Linked DNA regions of Macaca mulatta: region 1 is linked to region 2. Evidence: chromatin contacts called from public Hi-C data. All regions are on one chromosome and are shown on one strand. The core of a region is the stretch at or near the end of the contact, and the rest is flanking DNA. Distances in the headings are between cores, read along the strand shown. Region 1 overlaps GRXCR1 (glutaredoxin and cysteine rich domain containing 1). Region 2 overlaps ATP8A1 (ATPase phospholipid transporting 8A1).

Region 1 (4,959 bases), core at 463-2,962, 400 kb before region 2:
GAAGGACCAGTGGGTGTAGTTGTACAAGATGCACACTGCACAAACTTAGGCAGGGCCGTTAGTAGCATATTCTAAACAAACAGTTCCCCCAGGGTTGTGTAGTCCACATTTTGAGCCATTATACTCAGTCTCATTGCCAGTTCCCTTGCTCAGGAGACTGAGGCTGAATATGGGGCAAATTCGGGGTAGAAAGTAGGTTATAAATTAAAATACATTATTCAGTAAAATGTTCTTAAAAAAGATTTTATTGTACAATTTTTGTATGATTTGGAAGTAGGTCTTTCTAGAGGTAGAGTGATAAGTTGAATGATTTCTCAAGGTCTTTTCCAGTTTTATATGAATTTTAAATGATATTGTCTTTGGCAAAAAAAAGAAAAAAAAAATCCTCCTCTCCTACATTTGCTACATTTTCCTTCCCTCAATAGATTTGTCAAAGCATCTGGCCAGAAGTCTAAAAATAGCCTCTAATGGCTGTCCCTCTTCTCCCTTCCTGAGGGTTACCATGGGAATAGCGTATGAAAGATGGAAGCATCTGAGACAGCACTGAGAAGCCTCTGGGGTCTGCAGCCTCCCAGCTCTGAGAGAGCCGACCTAGATGGTAATAAACATAGGCCATTTTTTCCTTTCTGTTTATTAAAAAGATGAATCTTAGGGATGCCTGGGAGCCTTACAACAACCTGCATCACACGCAGATGTGTTGGAAAGGGATGGAAATTACTGCAAATCAGACTAAGGAGTTACCAAATAGCTAACCTATGCCCTCAGCCTGCACGTCGCCCTGCAGTAGCCACAGCACAACAATGAGTACAGTCACCCCCTCATCTTGGGACGATTGTGGAGCTTCCACATCCACTGGAACTAACCCTGGAATTCAGGCCAAGAGTTATTATCCACCCATCCCCCACAGAAGATCAGTACGGAGCAGGCTCAGCTCCTCAGGCAGAAGCAAATTCAGTGGGTTATTTCAGGCTGAGCCTTTGTAGCTCTAGCCTCACACTGATTTAAAAAGGACTCCTGAAATGGCCTCCTAGCCTTGCCCCAGTGAGTCCACAAATCACTGAGGACTTAGAGGCCTCCAGACAGCTGCAAGAATTCAGGTCTTAAGCAATATTTTTTAATAAATAAAAAGTAACACATTTGAATATCAGTGGCAGACAATACTAATAACTTTACATTTATCAATTCCTCACAATAACTTACATAGTGTTGCTGTATCTACAGATCTAGAAACCTAGACTCAGAAAGAGTAAGTATCCTCATATCCTCGACAAGGAGACAGAGTTGATGTTCAGCAAAATTAGAAAATTGGAACTCAGATGTGCACCCTTCCAAAGTCCATGTGCTTTCCACTGAGCCAAGACGAAACACTGAACCACACGTTGTTTTGCTACCCACTCCTCAGGATAAAGTTGTTACTAAACCACAAACTGTTATGGGCCTAATTCATTGCTGGTGAGATAACAGTTGTGAATTGAAGAGGTTCGCCTCTTTACTAAATTATGGTCCCACATGTATCAGTCACTTACATCACACAGGGGGCATGTTAAAATTTTTTTTTCAGTCTAAAATGATTCCTTTGAGATGGGTAAGGGATAGATATTTTTCCTATACAAAAAGGCAAAGAGGCAAAGTGATTAGCTCAAAGCAATACAGCATGTCAGTAGGCAAACTGGGACTAGACCCAGATTTCTTGATTATCAGGCAGTGGGCCAACCTGGCTCTGGGAACAGCGATTTTAAATAGCAGGCACATGCGGCTGGAAGCAGGGCTGTGGGCCTTGTAAAGGGCAAGACATTTTACATATATTATGCTCTCTCTCCCTCTCCATGATATTCTGTAAACCTCTATAGTTAAATGTGCATTATGAGATGCTTCTTAATACTAAATCTGAGTAAATAAATCTCTGCCCACCTTGCTCTCAAATCACCTCTTGAATTTTTATTCTTGCACTTAATATGATTTGTCAATCCGCTTTATCCACACCAGAATTTACCCACACCAGGCTTCTCTCTTAGCTTATTTGCTAGATCTGTTTCCATTCTAACCATACTCCCTATTCAGTTCTGAAGGTGAGTGGTAATTTCTTACGTCAAATTCCCCTCCTCACAACTGGACCACAAAACATCAAAAGGAACTTCTCTATGTCCCTCTATAGGACACAAATTATAAAAAATAATTATTTATCACATGACTGTTGCATATTTATATGCAGTTCTAGAGACTGCAAAAGGAACTCTACATATGCACTTTTTCATTTATCATAGTGGTAAAGATTATGGCCCAGGTTTTATAGACACGGAAACTAAGATGTAGAAATAAAGTTAAGGTGCCCAAGTAAGTCAGGGGGGAAAAGGGAGCAAAACGAGAATTTGAACCTGAGTCTGCCTTCTAAGTCCTTACTCTCTCCTTAAGAAGATGTTATATAATCTTCTTAAATACAAATGACCAAAGGACCACCCTGTTCTAAAATAATGGCAAAATGTACCATGAAGAGGCTGTCACAGGGACAGTCCTAGAAATTCCATTACTCATCCCTGTGCTGTCTTCTAACCTCTGGTTAAATGTCACTTCTCAAACAGGCCTTCCCTCATTGCACTATGGGAAACAGCCCCTCTATCCTCTTACCCAGTTCTTTCCTAGTACTGCTGGATGTTATATTGTGTATGTTAAGTGGTTCACTATCTACACACATTAAGACATAAACTCACTGAAGCAAGGACTTAGTTTTTTCATTAGAACTAAGAACCCAGAATATAACCAAGTACATATAGATACTCCATAAATATTTTCTGGCCTCTTTTCCATACATTTAAGCCAGAACTTGGTTTGAATTTCCCCCTTAGTCACCAGAAAATCCTGGACAGTTTATTGACCGCTCTTAGTTTTCTTATCTTTCAATATAGACACTAGTGCCTACTTCATGGGGATTTGTGAGGTTTAAATGATTAAATGAATAGAAAAACTCTTACCAGGAAGACTAACGCATCATGAACTCTCAGTAAATGGTATATTTTTATCAATATTATTATTATTATAAAATGTTATTGACACATATCAGCACCATCACCATTATTGCTATGAACAAAAAGTCCAAATCCACAGATGTCATCAACCTCATAAGCTCAAATGGCAAACTTTAACCTCATAATTACACAATGATCAAAAAAGCCAATCTCTTATTGAGGTAAATTGTTCTTTTAAAAAAAAAAATCAACAACATTTATTTTTCTCATGAATCTGCAATTTGGCTATGGCTAGGTGAGGACAGCCCGTCTGTTCTATTCTTCCCACCAGCTGGGGAGCTAGAAGCCTGGGGCTGTAATCATCTGAAGAACCTTTCACTCACATGACTGGCAGCTGATGCTGGCTGGTGGCTAGGATTGTAGCTGAAGCTGTCTTCCAGAACACCTACTCATAGCCTTGTCCTGTACTTCCTTGTAACATGGTGCCAGGTTCAAAGGGTAAACATCCTAAAAGAACGAGGGCCAGGTGGAAGACTTATTGCTTTCTAGCCTTCACTTGGAATCACTTTTGCTGCCCTCTATTCATGAAAGCAGTCACGAAAACCCACACAGATTCAAGGGGAGAGGAAATAGACTCCCACTTCTTGATAGAGAAATGGCAAAGTTCTGGAGACCATGTGGAACCAGAGATCTTGCTGTGGCCATTGTTTTTGGTGGGGGAAAATATAATTTCCATACAACCTAGTAAATTTGCTATAGTCCAGAGTCTTGGCCCTCAGACATACAAGCTGGGAAATTCACCACTGGCTGGCTTTTTGAATCGAGATACTGATATGTAAGACTAGAATGCCTATTTATTATTTACAATGAAAAGAACATGTCATTGACGTAGGACCACTCAAATTCTCTATGCTTTCCATATTCTTGGTGAGCATAGAATCAGAACAAAGGAGTAAAGGATTTGAGTCAATGGCTTGAATAGCAGCAGGTCAAATTATGTCTGAATTTTTGATTTGTCAAAAGGATATGAGTTATTAGTATTCAGTGACTGAGACTTCTGGGGTTTCTCTCGATGCTTACCTCTGTGATTCCCCTTTGAGTAGCTTCCTTAGCTGATCAACTACTCCTTTGGAATGTTCTTTCTTTGAGTGTGCTGTTCCACTCAGCCTCATCAGTCTAGGTTTGCTGAGGGGAGCCATTCTGCTCCTGTAAGTATGACTTTCCACTTTCATTTTCTAATTTGTCTTGTCTTGATCTTATAGTCTACATCTCAGAAAGCAACCTTAATGCTTTTATTTCTTATTTCTTGTGGGAGGAAGAAGTACAACTACTGAGAAGAGAGTTCACAGTAGACAAGGTGGTAGCAGGTGGTTTGGACTAAGGTGATGTTGGTGAGGTAGGGGGTGGTCAAGTGAATGGGAAGGGGTTCAGGGTGGTATAGTCAGCTTTGTTGATGCTCCACGCAGGCCCCTTCACCAGGTCAGTGCCTCAATCCCCCACCTGGTGTGAGTGTTGTTTGCTAACCGCTCTCAGCTGCCTTCTTTGGAGAATTGGTCTCACTCGATGGAGCCCACTCAGCTAGAAAAGTGGTGGGAACATAAAGTTTATAACCAACAACTAACTGATACTGGGGTAATAAGGCCCTGAGCTCTTTTCTCAAAATGAGGCAACTCTGCTCTTCACATCTGTTTGGGATATGCTATCAATTCTGATAGTGAAAAAACAACAGAGTCAAGCATATATCAGCATATAGCAGATGTCATAAAAATCTCTCCAATTTCAATTGCCCACTTTGTGGCATAACAGAAATGCATAAGCATAATCTTTGCATGCAAAGATTTCTTCAGAGTGTTTTCTATTTTCTCAATGCTCTCAGATCATTCAAATAAGTGAATTTCAGTTATTTCCTCAGGAATTATCCATTTGTCCAAGTCAATTACTGAATGAGCCTAGATGTTAACTGAAAAGTCAATGAACCTAATAAATGTTCCACACC
Region 2 (5,254 bases), core at 1,059-3,558:
CAAGAATACCAGAAGCCATGTAGAGTAAAGCTAGTTAAACTGCTGCCAGTGATCATGTTTGTGTATGTGCTTTTAGGCATCCTTAACCTTGAGTTTTTATCAGTGTCCCTTCCCAAACACATCCTGGTGGGTTATTGGATTGTTAGCATCGTAGAGAGTTGTTGATGTCTGAAGATTTTGGAGAAACCATGACTTCTGACTTGACCACATGTTTACAGCAGGGAACATAACACTGTTACTTAATTACAGCCAGTCTCCATGGTTAGATATGAAGGGGTGAGAGAAATTACTGTCAAGCACTTTTCCGTGTGGATTTCCTCTGGGCACTCTTGGCTTATGGGAATCTAGACGGGGGAAATCACCTGGTTTTGCTATCCCATTTTCCCCAGAGCAGCATTTAACAATTGCTTGATGTGGGAACTATTATGTATGAGAACTTCTAATCCCAGTGGAAGAAACCAAGTTGTTAATCCCCCCAGGAAGGTGGCAAAACCAGAGAGTAACACAAAATTTCATATCCTGACAAAAGCATTTGGAGTTACAAGTGCAGAGCTGATTTTGCCTCAATGTTGCCAAAACATCAGGTGCAGCTCAGTTTCACCCCAGATAGAGTTCAAGTGAGTTCTGTTGTGTCTTATCAATTAGAAAAATAAGGCTTGAAGTTTCCTGATAGTATAATTCCTAGCTAGTTCTGTGTATTCTATACATTTGTAAGAAAATTATAATTAACACTTAAAACAGTACATCAGAATTTAATTTTAATAAATTTTCTTTCATTTCCCTGAACCTTTGCCCCCAATTGGATTCATGATGGGCAAAATAAAAAAGATTTGTACGTCGTTGCCGATGATGATTATCTTGTAGAAATCAACTTTTAGTTAGGAATGCACTGTGTGCTTAAAATTATTAGATTATTTCATTAGATCTTTTTATGGGACAATTACAGCAAAATGTAAGTAATTGTGACATCATTTGTAAATTTAATTTATGACAAACTAGATATTTTACTGTAAATATTAGTTATTAAAATATCATTTCAACTAATTGCTTCCTGTAGGGAATAAGTCAGTTTTATAATAACTACTTGAATACCCGGAATAGGTAAGCAGTTTCTCTGTTCAGTGGCTACAAATCTCAATAGAGTAAAGATTCTGGGATGCAGCCCTAAGTGCCATCTTTGTAAAAAAAATTTAGACCTTACTTTTAGAATAAGTTGGATGAGGCTTAACAACGTACAGTCTATAAAAAGAAACTCTGTTAAGCAAGCTAAATAATGCTTTGTGTGTGGACAAAGCATTTAATTCATATTAACATCATTTGCATTTTCCCTTTAAATGAAAAATAAGTTTTAGCAATCTTTATATATGAATATACTATGTGAATAACTTTACTTGACAGTATTTGGTTTAGCTATATATTTGCCGAAAGGATTGGCTGCTACTTTAACCCCGAGAAGAGATTCACCACGGAAATTTCACAATTATAATACCCCCAAGATCTTGTTACAACCATGTTTATCTTACTGCTCACCATGACTTGTGATGAATGCCAGTCAACCCCATTCATTTATTTACTGCATATGTGAAGTGTTGATGCATGTGACACTTTGACAGATAATGGAGGCAAAATAGGTAAAAGTTCACATGATTTCCTCCTGCCTAAAGTGTATAGTCTATTTGGTAGTTAGTGGATGCTAATTAAGTAATCATATAGACAAATATAAAGTCCTAACACAGTATAGAGGTCTATGTGAGGCTATGATGGGTGGTTTGATCTAAACAGGGAAGGCAGGGAAGTATGCCTAAGAAAGTGATTCTGGAGTTGAGATCTAAGAATGAATTTGATTGAGGAACTTACCAGGTAGATACTACAGCACAGGCACATGCAAAGGCAAAAAGCCAGATACCACGTAGACACCAGAGCTTCTGGAGCGGCAGTCAGAGGGAAACTTGCATATAGGATCAGTGGCAGGTGTGCGGGGCACCTACTGCTGACTGGGCTCTAGGTAGTGCTCAGAATTCTTCCAGGGCTGAGCCAGAGTTGGGGAGAGGGTCTCTGACACTTGAGCTCTGGAACTTTTAAGCTGCATGACTTGGGAAATTTTATCCCGTGTCCTAGTATGAGATCGGGGCTAGTGCAGCTTGGCAGGACCATGCTCAGTGTTGCTTGGGTAGTACCAGGCCCTTCCCTGGCACAGTCCATGGGCTAGGGTCCAAGCCTTGAGGTTGATCAGAAGTGATTGCTTTAAACATGGAGTTGCAGCCAGTTTCCACAGAGCTTTGCAGCATGCCAACTCCTTTTCTTGGAGTCCAGCCTGCAAAGGGCTTGATTAGCCCTTCTTCGTTAACAGTCACAAAAGCCCTTTGGTAGGAGAGAGAATAGTGAGTTAAAAGGGACCACCTCCATTGTGATTGGAGTGATATAGTGGATACTGCACTGGAAGCAAATTAATGTTTTGGTAGTGGAAGAGGTGTCTTGGAATGATGAAGTCCCTGCCTTGGCTGGGTTGTTGAAAGGTTGAACTTTTAGGGAGTGAAAGGATCCCATGAGTTCTTAACAAAGTTTATTGTATATTTGTCAAAAATAACAGTGACTTTTCATTTGTACTGAACTCTGCATTTTAAAACTCTATGTCTAGTAAATTTACAGGAAAAGTATCGAATGATTATATTATGAAAGAAACGGAAAATAAGAAAATCTGATCTGTCATGTATTATGGGCCCCTTCCAGTTGAATACATGACTGGCTGAAATGAAATACATCTATCAGACTTTCCTAGTGTTCAGATGAGCGAATTGATGAAATTAAAGAAGATACTGATGAATATGTTTTCTGTTTGAGATAGAGTGTTTTAATGAGTGAATTATAGTTTAAGTGAAAATTTTTGAATATCATTTAATCTCTTAAACTAAGGTTCCATTTAATTATAGAAATGCAGGTAACTTTTACTTTAATGTGCCTTTTGAAGTAACCATCATCTCATGGTAGCCAAAGTTACTTCCAAAATGTATTTAACAAATTTTATTAGTGTGATAGTTTGTTTCAAGATATTAGCATGTTTGTTACCTTAAAACATTTTATTCTGATTATATAACACATGATTAATTTTTCATTGGCTTTAGCATGTATTTAAACTGCTAAGTTCAAATAATTCCTACTGAATTGTGAGTTTTGTAGATAAAATAAGTAAATGTTGTAGTGAAGAGGCAAATTGGCAAATTGGCTGTACAGTTACAGGTTAACTTTGTAAACCTGCTTAGCTACCATGAATCATTATGTTTTATTTACTGTACTAACTGCCATTCTTTCAGATTCAACTAAAAGTTCATTTTGTTAACTTTTCAATGATCCATCTTTTTATACTTCCCACTTCCCTTCTTCGTGGTTTTATGTTTCCAGCCTTTCTGTGATTATTTTTCCTCTCTTTCTGCCTCTCTTCTTGCTTTCTGAAGCCATGTCCCTGAACCTGAGGATTATGGCTGCTCTCCTGATGAATGGTAAGTTCTATGGAACTTTCCGCCTCATTGATCCCTTTAAAAGGTTTGCATTTTATTGTTTTGTAAGACACATTTCACTATCTTTTATTTATATATATATATATATGTATGTATGTGTGTGTGTGTGTGTATATATAGTATATTGCTGAGCTGGTAGGATAACAATGCTGTAAAGTAGATATTTCTTGAAATCTATTGAATATTCCTGATTTTTGATGGAGAAACTTTAGTTATTTTAGAAACATGTAGTTTATAGATTAGGTTTGCCAGAGTTTTACATTATTTATCTATAATAAAGTCTAATGATCAATTCGAGAGTGTGGGCTTTGGACTACCTCAGGTTTCAGCTACAGCTCCTGAAGCCCTCTGAGGTTTTTCTAGCTCAGTACTGCCACCTTCTGCCACTACTTACGTACTTTACAGAGCTACTAAAAGACGCTACTGAAACATGCCCAAGCAGTAGAAATTTCCTTCTATGTTTCTTACGATTATTCTAATAAGTCTGTATGCAGGCTATAAAGTGAACATTTTAAAAATCTGCACCGAATGTTAGAAAACTATGCTACCAAGCACTTTAATATATTTAATTTTGGCATCATTAAAAACAGCGTGTTATAGGTTTAACTTCACTACTTTATGAGTTTTTTGTTGGTTTTAACCTTAAAATTCCTCCCCTTTGTGAATGTATGTTTTCATCTTGGAGAGTCCAAATTTATTTTGATATTTCTATAATTCATGATGAGTTGGTGGGCAAATGAAATTTCAGGAAATAGTTTTTTTTAATGTTGGTAACTTTAGAAACATTGAGAATTTATAGGTCATTACATTTTTATTTTTCATATTACTCATGTATTTGATGATGAAGCCATATTTTCAATATACTTTGAAGTCGAATAACATCATTTAAATATTTTTCAACAGGGAATTTATTTCACTGAAGTGAAGATTTTGTAAAAATTTTCAGTAAATCTCACAACACCTAGGGTTAATGACAGGCAGCTGTTTGGTTCTTGTGACAACTGATGAGACACCACACGCCCATTGCTTGGAGTGTCATACATTTTGACACCTACATACAAGTAATTTTTAACATTTTTTAAAACTTTTTTTTATTATTATACTTTAAGTTCTAGGGTGTATGTGCACAACGTGCAGGTTTGTTACATATGTATACATGTGCCATGTTGGTGTGCTGCACCCATCAACTCGTCAGCACCCATCAACTCGTCATTTACATCAGGTATAACTCCCAATGCCAACCCTCCCCCCTCCCCCCACCCCACAATGGGCCCCGGTGTGTGATGTTTTGCTTCCCATGTCCAAGTGATCTCATTGTTCAGTTCCCACCTATGAGTGAGAACATGCGGTGTTTGGTTTTCTGTTCTTGCAATAGTTTGCTAAGAATAATGATTTCCAGCTGCATCCATGTCCCTGCAAAGGTCATGAACTCATCCTTTTTTATGGCTGTATAGTATTCCATGGTGTATATGTGCCACATTTTCTTAATCCAGTCTGTCACTGATGGACATTTTGGTTGATTCCAAGTCTTTGCTATTGTGAATAGTGCTGCAGTAAACATACATGTTCATGTGTCTTAATAGCAGCATGATTTATAATCCTTTGGGTATATACCCAGTAATGGGATGGCTGGGTCATATGGTATTTCTAGTTCTAGATCCTTGAGGAATCGCCATACTGTTTTCCACAATGGTTGAACTAGTTTACAGTCCTACCAACAGTGTAAAAGTGTTCCTATT

Evidence for each region. A called contact is a pair of places that touch in the nucleus more often than the background predicts.
Region 1: a Hi-C map of fetal cortex germinal zone shows a contact between it and region 2, with 3 times the contacts expected there. The contact joins two enhancer-like sites. A contact is called at or near these places in 2 of 14 Hi-C or Micro-C datasets (fetal cortex germinal zone and fetal cortical plate).

What each region holds. Positions count from the first base shown.
Region 1 is chr5:42,249,719-42,254,677 of T2T-MMU8v2.0, reverse strand. All of the region lies in intron 1 of GRXCR1 (glutaredoxin and cysteine rich domain containing 1), which reads right to left. Among named protein-coding and RNA genes, the nearest start is that of GRXCR1, 62 kb to the right of the region's middle. Within about 2 kb of position 1,712, at least 9 of the 40 cell types and tissues checked have an H3K27ac peak or open chromatin away from gene starts, as enhancers often do. A contact at or near this core is called in fetal cortex germinal zone, where this site is marked.
Region 2 is chr5:41,851,580-41,856,833 of T2T-MMU8v2.0, reverse strand. The region is part of intron 14 of ATP8A1 (ATPase phospholipid transporting 8A1); the gene reads left to right. Among named protein-coding and RNA genes, the nearest start is that of ATP8A1, 94 kb to the left of the region's middle. Within about 2 kb of position 2,308, at least 9 of the 40 cell types and tissues checked have an H3K27ac peak or open chromatin away from gene starts, as enhancers often do. A contact at or near this core is called in fetal cortex germinal zone, where this site is marked.